Regions from separate parts of the Mus musculus genome. Here region 2 is linked to region 1. Evidence: chromatin contacts called from public promoter capture Hi-C data. All regions are on one chromosome and are shown on one strand. The core of a region is the stretch at or near the end of the contact, and the rest is flanking DNA. Distances in the headings are between cores, read along the strand shown.

Region 1 (5,945 bases), core at 639-3,138:
TAGGGCAGGAGGGCAGCTGGAATTTCCCAGCTCACTCTGTGTCACTGCTTCCTGCTGCTCTTTGTCCTCCCAGGCATATTTTATTGGCAAAAAGAAAAAAAAAAAAAGAAAAAAAAAAAAGAAACAAACACTGTACTACCTCGGGGCAGCTGCCTGCGCTGACTCACGCCTCTTCTGTTTGTGTTGGGAAAGCTGCGGGCAAAGCAAGGACCTTCCTTTAATTACAGTGTGAATAACCAAATGCATTCTGAAACTTTGTTACTCAATAGCTCACCCAGAAGGAACACTGATGGTATCCAGCCAATCAAAGGCCATCTGCCGACTACAATCGGAGCTTGTCACTGATGGCAAGACCCAGTGGGTGGATCATCACCAAAAGAAGGAAAAACATAGTATGAGTTGTGTTTCTATCTTAAAACAAAACAAAAGAAAACAACCCCAAACTGATCAAACAAAACCCCCATTCCTCCTCACATGTCCTCAACCAAAGCTGAGCATCTATTGGCTTGATTTATTCCTGAAACTTGAAAACCTATGTACTCAATTTGGAAGGAGGAAGGCAAAGGGGGTGTGTGGGAGTGGGGACAGACAGAGACAGACAGACAGAAAAAGAGAGACAGAGAAGGGAGGGGAGAGAGAGTGGGGGAGCAGGATCTACAAAATGGTAACATTGAACACCGGAAGAAGAAGAAGAGAGGACCTTGTGAAGATCTAGTCAATTCTCCTGACTGGGGTTCTCATTTTAGGACTCAATTTAACACACTGCCCTGCTCAACCTTTATTGTTTCATTTCCTATGCAACTTGTCTTAGACAGTGGCTTTGTTCTGATGTCTTTAATACATTCCAGTGATTCTCTATGTCAAACAGAGAAGGGGTGGGGCAAAAAAAAAACAAAAAAACAAAAAAACCCCAAAACAAAAAACAAAAAAAAAACCCTCAATGGATACAATTAAACTACCTCTACATGTTCAGATTTTTAAGATCCTACTTAATTGAGCAAGCTCTGTTTTGCAAAACTTAATCTACAAGAGAAGAAATAAAAATTTAAGTCAGTAAGATTAACTTCTCAGTTCATTCGTTTACTTTTAAATGTTGTATTCTGACCCAAAGCATTTCCCCATCCCTCCTGGGTGCTTTAGAAGAAAGTAAATCAGGCGTCTAAACCCAGAAACAAACTCCCGTGGAAAACCAAACCAAATCACGATAAAAACAAGACCAAAGAGAATAACAATAACAAAACTTTCAAATAGCCAGCATGCTTCTAGTTAAGCCAGCAAGGCCTCCGGGTGGGCAGACACAGGTACCCATGGACATTGCGGGTGAAGAGGTCTTCTCTTCTCTTCCTGGTTGTGTCCTGCCCACAGTGTAACCCTAAGCAAACACCCAGCACAGGCCATGGAGAGAAGCTGAGTCAGGCCTTGGCGATGGGCCTAATATCACATTTGAAGTGGGTTTTCTTAAGCACTGGATGAGCAGATTTACCCCTGGGGGTCTTCCCTTGACCCCTAGCTGGTCTTCCTCTTGAGAGCGAGGCTAGACTGTGGCTCCAAAGTCTCCCAACTTAAGAGTCCAGCCCAAGGTGCTCCGTTGCTTGTCCTTGGGTTCTACTGATTTAAAAAACAAAGATCTTCTCAAACCTTGCTTAAAATGGAACCTTCTGGATTCTATCTCCAGACACTACCCCTGTAGCAGCCCTGTGGTGGGGCCCAGGCATCCACCCCGAAACCACAGGTTGATATTCTGGCATTTCCTGGTTTGGCTCTGATCCTTTGGGGTTGTTTACCAGCCCAGCGTGCGCGAGAGCTGCAGCCTTTCCTCAGCCCTCCCCCATGCCAGTGACTCACTCCTGGGGTGGTTACTAGTGCCACTCTGGGCATTGAGGAGACTGCCTGCTCCCTTGATGCCTGCTGGCTTTACTGTTTGTTCCCTCCTTGACTTGTCATAGGAGAGTATGTTATTGTTCCTCTTGCTCCTGCTATCAGACTACAAGGACCAGTGTGGTTTGCATCACAGAAGGGGCGTGCCCTTGGTATTTTCCTGTTCTATCTACTGTACTCAGGTTCTATTATCACGTGATGGGGCGGGGTGGTACTGTGGCCTCCAATAGAACCTTGTGACCTCAAATACCCGCAGATGGTCCCCTCACTTGTTTTCTGAGTCATGAAGGAACCATCCGTTGATACAATCCGACAGTACTCCCGTTTTCTTCCACTTCTTGCTCTATCGGAATTCTGGGCAGCTCTTTCAAAGACTAAAAGTTTGTAGCTGCCTCAGATTATATATTGGAATCCTAGTCCCACAGAGGTGGTGTTAACAGATAAAGTCTATGGAAGGAAGCTAGGATAGGAGTGTGGAGTCCACATTCATGGAATTAATGTCCTTATAATCAAGGCCCTGGAGAACTAGTGACCTCTTGCACCATGAGAGGACACAGAGGAGGAGCCATCTATGACAAAGCAGGCTTCTTTAGAAATCAGTCTGCTAAGTGAACATCCTATCTTCCAGAACTGTGAGAAACAAGAATTGTTCCCCCCCCCCCAAAGCTATCTAGTGTATGGTCTTTTATAAGACATATAACTTATCCTTCTGATGGTTCTACATATGAGGACCTCAACCACTGACATCCATCTACCCACATTCCTGGGTATCTGAGGTAGCTGGGGGTTGTTGCAGTTTGAATGTGAAATGCCTATTGCCAGCAGTTGGTAACACTGTTTTGTAAGAAGGTTATGGAGTCCTTAAGAGAGGGAGCTTCACCAAAGGAATTACATCACTAGGTGTGGGACTTGACCTTGTAAGGGAATAGTCTAGGCTCAGGAAGCCCCAAGACCACGTTCTCTGCACAGTGGAGATTTATTTGCCCCAGAGGGACAAAGGCAGAGAATAAGAGACAAAGACAGGAGATAAAGGTCAAGGAAACAGGAGAAGGGAACAAGGGAGAGGAGGCAGGGGTATGTCCTGGATTGGGTCAGAGGACTACCTCTGGCTAGAGAGGAGACAGACACACAAGCAAAGGGCAGTTTATAAATGTAAAGGGGGAAACGCTGTGTTAGAATGAGGTGTTTAATTTTAACTGTACAGGCTAAGGGGCTTTTGATTGCTGGACTTCAATACTTTGATAGAGCTTGGTGGTCAGCCTCAAGAGGAAGAAGTAGCCAAATAAGAGAATAGACCTTGGAAGCCAGCTTTTAGGGATGTAATCTAATGGCCTTTAGTAAGGCAGAGAGAATGGGGGAAAGGACAAGACCAGGCAGAGTCACGTGTACCATGCTCAGGCTGGCTACAGTCCCTTCAGACATGGTGGAGTTTGGGAGTTTTAAAGGCTTGTTTGTTTGTTTGGGTTTTGTTTTTTAGTAGCAGTTTTTAGTCTGCCTTCTAATCCCTACATACTTTTAAGCTAGAAAATATGATCAACTGATTTAGGTTTCTGCTGCCGTAGCTTCACTAATATGGCTGACTGTATCCCTTCGAACTGTATGTCAAAATAAAAAATAAAACCCATTAAAGCCCATTTTTAAGTTGCCTTTGTCCTAACCAAGGCATTTACTCACAGCAACAGGGAAAATGATGTATAATACCTAGGTTTATCCACTAAGCTTCATTGTTTCACATTCAGGCTAAACTTAAAACTCATGACCTTCCTCTAAGTGCTGGGATTGTATTTCTTACAGAAGAGGACAGCTTATGTGCAACAATTACCCCTCACAGTTTTGTGAACTAGTAAAGAACTACTAAGGGACATGAAGCCAGGAAAGGGGCAACATTACAGTGTGATAGCCCTGTTTAGAATATGTTAAAAATCAAGTTCTAGCACCACATCTGGTGGCCCACCTGTAATCCCAACGTTAAGGAGGCTCAGACAGAAAGACTGCAACGTGGAGGTCAGTCTGAGCTATACGGCAAAGACCAAGGCCCCAAATAATAACAATAAATTCAGGTCTTAGAACATTCTCTAACACTCTCTAGCAATCAATGTTATTAAAGGCTTGAGCCTCTGTCTACTGTCCCACTGAGAGGATGTAGACATGTTAAAGGGTGGGGCCTTATGGGAGGTCTTCAGATCATTGGGAATGTGTCCTTAAAGGTACAGTACACTTTCTCCTTATTCTTCCTCTCTCCCATCCTAGCCATGAGATAGTTTGTTTTACCATACACTCCCCGCCATAATATAGTAGTGCCTTGTCACAGGGCTCAAAGCACACCAAAATCTACAAACCCATGAGCCTAAACTAAACCTTGCTTCTTTTATGTCACCCCACCCCCTCCAGTAATGGAAGGCTACCACTTAAATATGGAACACTACTTTTTAATAATAAATTCTGTTGTGATATATATATATATATATATATATATATATATATATATATATATACATATATATATACATATATAATTCTGTTGTGATATATATATATATATATATATATATATATATATACATATAACCTGGACATGATGGTACATGTTTGTACTCCTGGCACTTGGCAGAGGCAGAGGCAGAGGCAGAGGCAGAGGCAGAGAGGCAGAGAGGCAGAGAGGCAGAGAGGCAGAGAGGCAGAGAGGCAGAGAGGCAGAGAGGCAGAGAGGCAGAGAGGCAGAGAGGCAGAGAGGCAGAGAGGCAGAGAGGCAGAGAGGCAGAGAGGCAGAGAGGCAGAGAGGCAGAGAGGCAGAGAGGCAGAGAGGCAGAGAGGCAGAGAGGCAGAGAGGCAGAGAGGCAGAGAGGCAGAGAGGCAGAGGCAGAGGCAGGAGGATTATGAGTTCAAAGCTAGCATGAACTATATTTCAAGAGTCTATCTCAAAAGAAATAAAGCAAACAATTAAGAAACAAACTATAATAAACACCCTGTGCACAGAAAATACTGTCTTTCTGTGTGTATTTATATGTAAGTATCCATACATATGCATCTGCACATGTGTACTGGTTAAGACTTAAGAATTCATATATTGTAAAATACCACCCTAAGAAGCCAATTCAGGTTTCTTCCTTGGTGAAGTTTCTTATGTTTTGGTGTTACCCTGTTCATTCAGTGACATTCATTGTCTATAGAGATAAGCAACACAGCAGGACTGAAGTAAAAGAATAAAACATTCACCTCTGAGAACTAGATTCATGGGCTTACATATAAGAGAGGGAATTTAGAATAAAGCATAGGAACAAATGCCTCCCGAGAGCAACTGGATAAAACTTTCTATAAGGAAGGAGAGAATCAGGAAAAGAATAGAAGACTTGGATCCTTGATAGGGGCTCTGCGTGGGTCCTGAGTGTAGAAGATAAAAAGCACCTCCCCTCGCCCTCACTCCTGGGCAGTAAAGGCAAGGAAGAGCCAGAGAAATCATGTTCTCTGAATGAGGCAGAATCCCTAATTTCTACAGAACCACCCTGAAATGGTAATGAAGAATGCAGGAATGGTGCCCCTGGACAGTTGTGCAGACTGTAGTCGGTGGAACCCCCTCAAAGCCTGTGGGAGCAGCAGAATTCTTTATGGGTTGCGAGGTGCATTTAGTCATCTCGATCTAAGAAGTACAGCTGTGACTGTTGAGCCTCTGTAGATGGATTCCTAAAAGTCCCATAGAGTGGCAGGTGGAGCTGTGGTTGCCTACATCTGATACTTCTTCTTTGACCTGAAAGGAACATTTTTTTATTATTATTGTTACATTGTGAAAGATAAACTGGAGATAAAATGTAATATTTTCTAAATCTCAAAATAACGCCCAGCTATATCTGATCATTATTGACATACCCCATTATCTAGTTTTCTCCTCATTCTGATGAAAATTATGCAAGAAATTTTCAATGTATTTTCTAAGTCTGTTATGTTTTCTTTTGTGTTTTTCATTTTGCTGTCTTTATATCTCCATGTAGAATATTACTTGTGGCCCACTTTCCAGTTGTGCAGATTCATTTGACTGCAGTGTCTAGTACGTTGTTAAGTTTGTTAACTGA
Region 2 (5,536 bases), core at 1,252-3,751, 460 kb before region 1:
GGCCACAGGCATTTGCCACTGCCACCAGCTGCTCATGTGGGTGTTGGGAATCTGAACTCAACTCCTCCTGCTCTGGAGGCAAGCAGCTTCCTGGGTCTAAGCCCCAGCCCCACGACTTTCCTTTTAAAGTAAGAAAAAGCTTTAGCTTTAGCCACTGAGATGTCTATTTCAGTAGCCCAGGGCTCTGTTAGACCAACCTGGTGCTCAGAGGCTCAGGGAGACTCTTGCACTATTAACCAACGAGGCTGGTGTTCACAGGTAACATTCAGGCTAACTGGGTATTGCTTTGTCTTTAAGTGTGAAGGACTTGAAAAACATCAGCTTCTTAGCTGAGGAATTCCTGAATGGATGAAGACTTGAGTGGGAGGTGTCCGCTGAAAAGATGTAACTGTATCTCTGCAGGTCATCTGCGTGTTGGAGGGACATTGTGACTAAGAAGATACAGGGGAAGGTGGAAGATATGGCCCTGAGCCGCTATGCTATGCATCAGATCCCGTGTCACTTAAGCATCAGATCTGTCTGCCCTGTGGGAGGAAAATGTTATGCCATACCCCATATGTCCAATTGCATTTATTTCTAATGGTTGTAATGCATGACCATACCAAAAAAACATGGCTGGAGAGATGGCTCAGAGAGCGGAGCACTTGCCACACCCGTCTGACATTCTGAGTCCAATGATCAGAATCTAAGTAAAAAGCCATTGCTTTAATCCCAAGGCCCCTATGTTGATATGGGAAGTATGGTGGTTTGAACGAAAATTGTCCCAATAGACTAAGGTGTGACCTTGTTAGAGTAGGTGTATCCTTGTAGGAGGAAGTGTGTTGTTGGGGGTTGGTCTGGTGCTGCTTGGTTTTATATGCTAAAATCTGTACCACAAGATCCAGGCTGCCCCAAGACTAGCAAATCCCATCCTGCACTAGCCTTTCTTGTGCAAACCTGAATCCTCAATGTAAAACTATTGGTTAAATAAAACTAGCAACAGCCAATGACTGGGGGGAAATAGAGAGAGGTGGAGTTTGAGTTACTGGGCTGGGGATTACAGATAGAGACCACTAGGGAGGAGGAGAAAGAAAACTAGAGATAGATAGATAGGTAGATAGATAGATAGATAGATAGATAGATAGATAGATAATACATAGATAGATACATGATAGATACATGATAGATAGACAGATAGAGATAGATAGATAGATAAATAGGTAGGTAGATAGATAGATAGATAGATAGATAGATAGATAGATAATACATAGATAGATAATACATAGATAGATACATGATAGATACATGATAGATGGACAGATAGAGATAGATAGATAGATAGATAGATAGATAGATAGATAGATAGATAGGTAGATAGATAGATAGGGAATGTGGAAGAGAAGAAAGACAGAGAGAACAGGAGGCCTCCATTAGCCATGATGTACAGTGCGGTGATGCATATGCCCAGATGAAATGCCTCCCCAGGATACCAGACAGCTGGAGCAGAAATAACGATGAAGATTCAGACAGCAAGTATTTAGGGAGCACAGTTAGGGAAATAAATACTCTAGCATTAGAGAATTAGAAGAGGGGCAATATTCCAGTATTTGTGCAGAGCCTAATAAATAAATCATAGTTTGAGACTCATTCATTTTTAGCTGGATGAGGATAAACCTACATAATTCATATTATTTTACAGTGTGTCAATGGGAGTGGGCCTTGAGATTTCAAATGCTCAAGTCAGGCCCAATGTCACTCTCTCTTCCTGCTGTCTGAGGATCCGGATGTAGCACTCGCAGGTACTTCTACAGCACCATGTCTGCTATGTGCCACCGTGCTTCCCATCATGATGGCAATGGACTAAACCTCAGAACTGTAAGCCAACCTAATTAAATGTTTTTCTCTATAAGAATTGCCATGTCATGATGTCTCTTCACAGCAATAGAAGTCCTAACTAAGACAGGAGGCAAAGAGAGGAGAATCAGCTGGAAGCTGGCAGCTCAACTGTTGGCCACACTAGAATGTGGCAGAAACAAGAGGCAAGCGAGAACCCACTTCTCCAAAGCTGTCCTCTGGCCCATGGATACAAGCTGAGGCTCACACACACATTAATAAAACAGGCAAATTTAATTCACTATCTTATAGATCCAGAGGGAGGCAATTTATGGTGTGTTCTCCAGGCTACGTTCTGCTGGAATTGTCGCGATGAAGATGTGTTCTGTCTCATCTTGTACAGGCTGCTGAACTTCCTTGGTTGGTGACCTCCTTCCTTCACCCTCCAAAACAGCAAGGAAGCATCCACCAACCTGTGACTTCAGCTTTCCTCCCATCAACCCCCACTCTGACCCCCCTTCTAGTACTTTTGCAATTTCATTGAATAATCTGACCTTATAGTCCTTATCTGCACAAAGCCATTTTGTCAAGGGAACACATTTTAAGTTACTGGGAGTAGAACACAGGCATCTTTAGGAAGCTGCATTCCACCTACCCCACCAGTGTTGTAAGGGTTATTTTTGTTGCCATGGTGACTTTGGGGGTGGTATTGCTGCACCAGTCAATTACATCGATGGCATTCACTTCTCTCATGGCTTGCATTTTTCTGCCCAGTTTCCTGGATTGTGCAGAGCTGAGTGAACATCAATTGTCAGACCTGGGCCTACCTTGGGGATTGTGGACAGCACAATGCCTCGTTTGTATTTCAGAAAACAAAGAGATACGGTCAATGTCGTAACTCTATGTTCATTTATGTGGGACATAAAGGTTAGAACATGAGGGTATCTAAGCAATTGTGTGAGTCAATCCTTTTCATCTCTGTGTGAAGAGAATGAGGTACAGAGGAGTCTTCTCAATAGGGAAGAGAGGCAGGCCTGTCGGGAGGAAAGGCCCGCATGGAGGAGGGTGCTGTGCGGAGGAGGAGCTCACAAGGCTGGCCATGGTCACCTGCTAGGTAGTTATAAGCAGATGAGCACTGACTTCCTAGTTCTTTTCTTGAGGCATCTGATGGACTGTGACTGTGTCGGTGAAACATGCGAGGAGCCACTGGCTGGGCAGGCTTGTCATTTGCCCTGCTGACATTGAGTTGATGATGAGATATTTTTAAAAAGCACAAGAAAAATAAAAGTTAGCTTTCTGGAGTTTGCTGATCTGAGGCACCAACTGTTTATACTGATTTTTTTTTTAAATGACAGAATAGGGGTGATTGGGTTTAAAAGTAAGGGTGAAGACATTGTTTTCTTAGTTTTGGAAATATGATCTAAAGAATGTAGTTGAAGCGTGGGAGGAAAGTCTGTCCGAGGCTTTGTTTTGTTTTGTTTTGTTTTGAGATGAGGTCTCACTATATGGCCTGATTTCTGATTCTCCACCGCCTATCTTTTGGAATAACAAGCACCTACCATTATGCCTGGCTACTGCTGCATTTTTTAAAAAACATTTTACTTTCCTTCAAAGTTTACAGAGAAGTATAGCTTTTGGGACACTGGATGTCTTAAGTCCCAAGTAAAGAGTGAGAAGATTTTTGATATTTTTCAACCCCCTAGAAGCACAGAGACATCCGAGTGTATCAGTAAAGCAGACGGGCACTCAGGTTGCAGATGGAGCGCGCTGAAGGGGCCTCACGGAAACCCCGTACGCCAAACAAGCCCCATGCCAAGACTCCTTGATGGTGGCCACCCGCTTCCGGCCCAGCTAGGACTGCTTGATCAATGCACAGTGCACAAGCAAGAGGGCACAGTTTGTCTATGCAAACCCAGAATGTGGGCAAATCCTGATGCAGAAGGAAGAACTGAGCGGTGGTCTCCCTGCCTGCCTCAGGCCTTTGTTGTTGGTGTTCCCTGTTCCCACAGACCTGGTGCGCTGATCACTTCATAGGGTATTGGCTAGTTTCTCCTATAAGCCACACCACGGAGTCCATCACTCTGGGTCTTGTGGTGTAATTCACTTGTCAGAGCACTTTCTAGTGTGGAAGTGTTTAGGGAGAGAAACTGATTAGTGACTGCGTGTCTGGTTTGACTTGAAGAACCGTGGACATTTCCATCCTCCAGAGTCTTGCAATCACCATAAAGGAGGGATTTTTCCCCCCCTTGGGGCGTCGGGGGAGGCAACGTGACACAAGCTGAAGTCATTTGGGAAGAGGGAGCCTCAGTTAAGGAAATGTCTCCATCAAAATGGCTTGCGAACGGGTCTATGGGGGCATTTTCTTGATTGAAGATTAACGTGGGAGGGCCCAGCTCACTTTGGATGGTACCATCCCTGGGGCATCTGGGGGTATGTAAGAAAGCAAACTGATCCAGCCATGAGGAACATGTCATTATGCATTGTTCCCTCCATGGCCTCTGCTTCAATTCCTGCCTCCAGGTTCTGGCCTCGAGTCCCTGCCCTGACTTCCCTCAGTGATAGACCATGACACGGAAGTATAAGCCAAATAACCCTTTCCTCCCCAAATGCTTTTCATCAGAACATTTTATTATAGCAACAGACACAAAGCTAACACAGAGCTCTTGAGAGATGCTGGGACGGGCTATGGACATAGAGAATGCTGAAGTCAATTTCTGACCATGGCCCCGAGACAGAAGCTGCCATCATGTGACGGACGACCAGGCCAGGCTTCAGATATGACCAGTTAAGTCAATAGCATGGATTTAGGCCACTCCCTCAGAAGTTGCACAGGGGACGGTGGCAGCAATGAGAAGTGCGGATTTCATAATTCTTTATAATCCTCTTAAAGCACTCTGATTTGTCCTCGGTGCAACCTTTAACTGAATACCATTCGATTCCCCCTGTAAAAAGAAAAGCAGGGGGTTTGTTGGGGGTTGAGGCAGGGGGAAGGTGCTACCCACCTGGCTTCCTGAGCTTCACCCAGCTAGCAGGTAAGAATAAAAGCGGGAGTGAAACCTCCAGCTTTACCAGGACACAACTCTAGACTTCTAATCCGAAGAGCAGCGAAGAGCAGCCGCCTCCTCATCTTGCCTTTAGAAAGCTCAGGTGAACTGCCTGAGCCGGGCACTTAGTCCTGCCCATGCTTTCACATCGTAAAACAATCAAAGCTCTCTGCTCTCAACTGCTTCTATCCAGAAGTTTAGGCTGTGTGAGTTCTAGGGGAGCTTGCCCATCCGCATGCCCCAGTGTCACTCAGCTTTGCAACAATCAAAAGGCTGAGTCTACACGAGGGTTTCCTACACATGGAAGTGCTTCCTAGAGACAACACCTTGTTTGCAACTCCACTGATTTTCTGGTTTGCTTTGTTTTGTTTTTAAACAGGTACATACTACCAGGCCTGCCTTTTTTACTTGGATTCTTGGTATCAGATTTCATCTCTTCATGCAATTAACTGACTGAGCCATCTATCTACCCAGACCCCAGTTGGTCCTTTAAAAAGAGATTTTTAGAAATTCTTTATTTTTCTGGATAGGTATTAATATGTTTTCCTGTAATCTATGATTTTAAATTATTCCAGCTAACTCCTACTTTATCTTTTACATTTACTTATTCTTTAACATTATCATTTATTTTTACAAATTTTAAAACACTGACACAGAAATCAATGTTTTCTTTATGACTT

The links. Promoter capture Hi-C pulls out the DNA fragments that hold promoters and counts their contacts.
Region 2: a contact with region 1 is called in a promoter capture Hi-C map of hippocampal neurons, with 2.4 times the contacts expected there. A contact is called at or near these places in 3 of 39 promoter capture datasets (hippocampal neurons and liver) and 1 of 484 Hi-C or Micro-C datasets (adipose-derived mesenchymal stem cells).

Annotation. Positions count from the first base shown.
Region 1 is chr19:21,100,653-21,106,597 of GRCm38.p6, reverse strand. 4930554I06Rik (RIKEN cDNA 4930554I06 gene) reads right to left here and starts at 1,888. Exons shown (of 2, transcript NR_126458.1): 1 at 1,846-1,888; 2 at 1,060-1,605.
Region 2 is chr19:21,556,751-21,562,286 of GRCm38.p6, reverse strand. No RefSeq gene overlaps it. Among named protein-coding and RNA genes, the nearest start is that of Gm38486, 37 kb to the left of the region's middle.